Regions from separate parts of the Pan troglodytes genome. Here region 1 is linked to region 2. The links are chromatin contacts, called in public Hi-C maps. All regions are on one chromosome and are shown on one strand. Each heading gives the region's core, a stretch centred on a gene start, on an enhancer-like site or on the middle of the called end of the contact. The rest is flanking DNA. Distances are from core to core; before and after follow the strand shown.

What was found. Hi-C and Micro-C count contacts between places; a contact is called where the count stands out from the background.
Region 1: a contact with region 2 is called in a Hi-C map of induced pluripotent stem cells, with 3 times the contacts expected there. The contact joins two enhancer-like sites. A contact is called at or near these places in 3 of 7 Hi-C or Micro-C datasets (induced pluripotent stem cells and stem cell-derived neural progenitor cells).

Annotation. Positions count from the first base shown.
Region 1 is chr1:136,577,556-136,580,255 of NHGRI_mPanTro3-v2.0_pri, forward strand. No RefSeq gene overlaps it. Among named protein-coding and RNA genes, the nearest start is that of F3, 59 kb to the right of the region's middle. Within about 2 kb of position 1,431, at least 2 of the 24 cell types and tissues checked have an H3K27ac peak or open chromatin away from gene starts, as enhancers often do. A contact at or near this core is called in induced pluripotent stem cells, where this site is marked.
Region 2 is chr1:136,372,468-136,375,167 of NHGRI_mPanTro3-v2.0_pri, forward strand. All of the region lies in intron 1 of LOC741049 (a long non-coding RNA gene), which reads left to right. Among named protein-coding and RNA genes, the nearest start is that of SLC44A3, 18 kb to the left of the region's middle. Within about 2 kb of position 1,339, at least 11 of the 24 cell types and tissues checked have an H3K27ac peak or open chromatin away from gene starts, as enhancers often do. A contact at or near this core is called in induced pluripotent stem cells, where this site is marked.

The sequences.
Region 1 (2,700 bases), core at 181-2,680, 210 kb after region 2:
TTTTTTCAGTCTCCCATGCACCAGGTTTTCAGTGAGTACCAAAAAACTAAACATATTTTCCAGAGTAAAATGTAGCATATTCCCAATTCTTAAGGCTCCTCGGAGGATTAAATGCTATTTAATGGACAGGAGAACTTGTTCTGATAAGTTTCTCAGACACTGCAACAGTGTAGGTGGAAGTGGCAGAGAACATGAGGGATACAGTTGTCCACCACCCCGGGTCACCCTCTCAATCTCCTCCTTTCCTCCAGGAGAGGAGGCTGGCTTTCCAGGTGCCCTGGGCTTGGGCAGAGGAAGCTCTTGTCCCTCCCTGCTCAGTGCCCTGCTCAGCTACCATTCAGGTGAGGCTGCCCTGCTCCTGGGGAGTCAGGCTAAGTCTAACCCACAGAGAGAGAAGCTGTATCTGGACAAGTCTCTAGAGCCTCCTCCCCAGTGACCTTGGCTAGTGACAACCTATTCAGATGGGAACAGAACTATGCTCATTCCACACTTTGAGCTTTTCCCATGGAAATTTGTCATGATCTAACTATAGAATGTCTGTAAATGGAAAACTGAAAATGCCGATAATAAGCCCTCTCTATTGTGACTTGTGTTGGTGTTTGGCCCTCTTAGAGAATGTCTGCTGCTTTATATAAAAAAAAAATGTGTATATATATATATATATGACAGAAAGGGAAGCCTATTATGTTACCCCCTTTCAAAATGTTTTGATGACTTTCTCCTTTCTACATAATAAAGCCTGGGGTTCTTATTCTAGCATGTACAGCCTGCTGCGAGCTACTTCAAACTACTTTCCCAGTTTTTTCTCTCATCTCATTCCACCCCGTCTCCATGCCCATGTCCATTCTAAAAACATGCACATACACACTACACACACACACCACACAGCCTCCATAAACTCCAATGGTTCTACGTTAATTACTTTTTCTCAGGCCCTTTCTGCTCTTCTTTTCTTTCTTTGGGGTGCCCTTTGACCATTTCCCCAAGTTACTCTAATCACTATTCCAACTGCTCCTCCAAGCCAAGCTCAAATGCCTTCTGTTTCCTGAATGTTCCCCCAACCCCCTACGCTGATTGCCCACCTCACTTTACCTTTTCCGGGGCCTTGCCTTAGAGTTACCTGTGTACACATCTATGATCCTGAAAGTAGGACCCTGTCCACTCAAGTCTGTATTGCCTCGGGGCTATCTGGGGTCTTGCATAAAGTAGATGCTCACTAAATATTAGCTGAACCACAAATCCACCATTCTCAAAGAGAAACTGAGGTCAGGGACCTGGAAAGAAATAAAAATGGCTCTACTTTGTACTCCTCCTGATGATTTCAACACTGACTTTGAAATTTTCCCTCTCCGCTCCGGCTTGCAGGCTGCAACAGGCTTCAGTACCAGTGACCACTGGCTAAAGCCAGGTGGCAGTGAAGATTCAGGCAGTTAGCTGAGTCCTCCAGGCTCCTGGCAAAGTAACTGGAATTGCAGGAGAGCCGGCCGGGAACCCTAGAGCCACCTCCCTAATTTGAGGGTGGACATTATGCTAAGCTCCCACCCTTCCGCCACCACCCTGTCCTTACTACTTGCCTCTGGGGTACGCAGTGTCTTCTGCAGACAGGGCACAACTGAGAAACTCTGGGCATGCTATTTCACTCCAAAAGCAGAAATTGCTGGTTGTTTGGTCCCAAAGCCATTCTTTACTTCCTTGGTATCAGAAGCCCTGATTTTTAGTGGGGTAAATGGCCTCCCACAATAAACACTACATTTCCCAACCTCCCTTGCAACTAGGTCTAGCCATGTGACTAAGTTTTAGCTGATGAGTTATAAGTGAAAGCAATGTATGCGACTTTCAGGAAGTGTTCTTGAAAAAAGCGAGTGCACTCTTTTTTGTTCCTTCTTCTTGCCTGCTGGCTGGAACATGGAGGGGATTGTGGGAATCGGACCATAAAGTAGAAGCTAAAGGCCAGGCACGGTGGCTCACACTTGTAATCCCAGCACTTTGGGAGGCTGAGGCTGGCAGATCATGAGGTCAGGAGATCAAGACCATCCTAACCAACATGGTGAAATCTAGTCTCTACTAAAAATACAAAAAAATTAACTAGGCGTGGTGGTGTGCGCCTGTAGTACTAGCTACTCAGAAGGCTGAGGCAGGAGAATCGCTTGAACCCGACAGGCAGAGGTTGTGGTGAGCCGAGATCATGCCACTGCACTCCAGCCTGGCGACAGAGCGTGACCCTGTCTCAAAAAAAAAAAAAAAAAAAAAAAAAAAAAAAGGTAGACGCTAAGGCTGAGAGCAAAAAGACAAAAAGGGCTCAGGTCCTTCCACTACATAAAATTGTATAAGCTCTGAATTGTCTATTGACAAACTTCTTTCATATGAAAGGGAAATATAGTTCTATCCTATTTTAGTCATTATTACTTTAGGCTTTTTCTGCCATAGGCATCCAAACCTAAACCAAAAAGAAACATTCCTGAGCTCTGATTTCTTTCTATGAAATTTCCAATGTCATGGAGTTACTCCAAACGTTAAATGAAAAATCTCTTTTAAAGTGCTCTTTACAAAGACTCCTAAAATTATAGCTTGACACACAGGCGTGGTGGCTCAATTCCAGCACTTTGGGAGGCCAAAGCGGGTGAATCACTTGAGCCTAGGAGTTTGACACCAGCCTGGGCAACATGGAAAAACTCTACAAAAAATACAATAATTAGCCAG
Region 2 (2,700 bases), core at 89-2,588:
ATGGGTTGATATATCTATTTGCTTTTATAACAAATTATTTAAGAGACAAATAACATTATAATGAAATAGATCAATATGGCTGCTTTAAGTGGGGGGACTGTGTGCCTCAACTTTCTCAAAGGCATACAGTCATTATTAGTAACAAAAATGATTGTACTAAGTGCTAATTTTGAGGATTATTGTGAGCAATTTGTGTGGGGTGGTGGTGGGGAGGCCCGTTTGCCCCACACTGAATGCCCCAGCCCTGCCTGCTGCCTCAAATCTGTCTGGGGTCTTACTGTGTGTGGGCCTCTTGCTGCTCCTGCCACGTTTCTGCTCTCCGATGTTCTCTTCCCTCTCATTTGCTCCTCAACCTTGCTTTTCTTTTCTTTTTCCTTTTATCTCTCATTCTAAATTTTATAATCTTAGTTTCTCTGTTTTTAGAGCCATTTCTAACTAAGCAGAATATCCCTCACTTTGTTAACTAAGACGGTTATATAAGTTTCTCTTACCCAACCCTCCTCTACATCTTTGGAAGATTTACTGAGTATTCATTTCAAAATAATAAAACTAAAGAATGTTTTTAATACTCACAAATTAAAGATATTGGAACACTACTAAGTGTAAATAGCACAAAACCAAAAATATTTTACTCTCTGCATTTGAATAGCATGGAAAGACTGTGGAATCAAGTGTCACATCTATCTAAACTCCCCTCCCATATAGGTTTTATAATCATTTTATTATAGCTGCTTTCATCTGCTCATATTCAGCTCTTCTTGGATTTTTAAAAAACGAGCTCTTGTGCTTGAAGCCTTCCAGGGAAGGCTTCAGGGGCAGGGGTGGTGGTTGTTCTGGACAGTTAAGGGCAGTTAGGGTGGCACAGGCTAGAGGGAGGTCATGACCCATGGACCAATAACACAGTTCAGACAAAGTGCTTCTCAAATGGAAATGATTTGGCTTTATGGATCTTGTAAGAGCATTTAGATGGTGTCAGGCTGTCAGTCTGTTCCAGCTGTAGATGCCTCTTGCATCTAAAAAACACAAAAGTGACCTGGAGAAGCAAGAGTGGGGCCCATTAGCCAGGCTGGGCCAAGTGCTCCCTGTGGACGGTGACAGCAACTCCCACTGTGCAGGCCCAGGGCAGAGCTATGGGGGAAACGGTGGCTCCCTCTCCCAGCTGCTTGCCAGATGCTAGCTGGCTCACAGCAGCCGGTTCCCTGGGGCAGGCTGGGACCAGGTGTGGTGGACGAGGCACCAGGGGGCCTGAGAGCAGACGCTTCCTTAAATCTGGACCCTAGATGCGCAACTCACCTCACCCCAGTCTCAGCCCTGCTCTGGCAACTTTTAACTGCCCTTACTCCAAGTACTCATAATTCAAACCAGAAGATGGAGCCAAGTAACTTGAAAGAGAGCACAGGGCTTTCAAGTGGTTATTAACCAGATGAAACAAATGACTTGGAGAACTCTGCCGTTCTAGTTAGAGCACAGGCCTCTTAGGCAATGCTTCTGTTAACTAATTGTTTAGTAAAATGAAAACTGATCTAGGATTTCTCATCTACCCTAAATAAAAGTCCTATTGCATTATGTGTGGCTGTTCATTCTCTAAGGAACTGGGAAGATACAAAGTGAAACTAAAGTGGGGGCAGAATGGGAAACAAACGTAACAGATAGAAATAAAGGCACAAATTTCAATGAGCAATGCGAAAGAAGGCTGGAATAAACAGAAGGCCCATCATGTCAAGAAAGGAAAACATTGTGAAGATAGGACTTGTTTCAAAGTTAATTTGTACCTTTAATGCTATTTCAAACTAAATCCACTAGGATTATTTCATGGGGTAGAAGGCTTGGCAAAGTATTCTTAAAATTTACCTAAATGTATATTCAGGCAATTTATCAAATTCAAAAGGAGACTGGGTCATTTTGGGAGTACTTGTGTTATCAGTGCACGTGATACGGTTATAGTGACAGAAGGATGACTTCTGTGGAGTACACTCAGTGGCCTAAAGATACTGCATATTACATACACTGTGCAAGAATTAACTACATGTTATAGACAGAAAGACTACTTAAATAATAATGAATAAATAAAATTCTTGTTGGAACAAAGTTACACATAAAATAAATGAATAAAATAATAAATAAGCAGTAATAATAAAAAGAAAGTGTGTAGGTTCTCAATTTACATCATGGCTTGAAATATATTCTGGATGAATGAGAATTAAACAGACATTGTATCATAGAAAAACTTCACAGATGTAAATTTTACTATTTGTCAAGTTTCTAGAGGATGAAGGACTAAGTTTTCAAGTAATAGAAAATCATATTGGAAAATACTTGACTACAGACATAAATTAATGTAAAATGATAGGAATTCAAAACTAGGGATTGTCATATCTACTGCAAATAGTTTCTAAAAACCTTGTATCTTTATTCTAAGGTAGGATCATAAAAATTTTAGGGGAAAACAACAGAAAAATGAGCAAAAATGTTGGCCAATTTACAAAGGAAGACATGCAGACACAGGAATAAATTATCATATGAAAGATGTAAACTCCTGATATTAAAATGAAAACAACAGTGATATAGCATTCGCTGACTAAATGTCTTAAGTACTGTATGCACGTTAAAAATAAAATGATCCAAATGTTGGAGAGAGTGCAATGAAATAGTATGCTCACACTGAGAAGAAATTGGTTTGTGTTTAACATATGAATACCA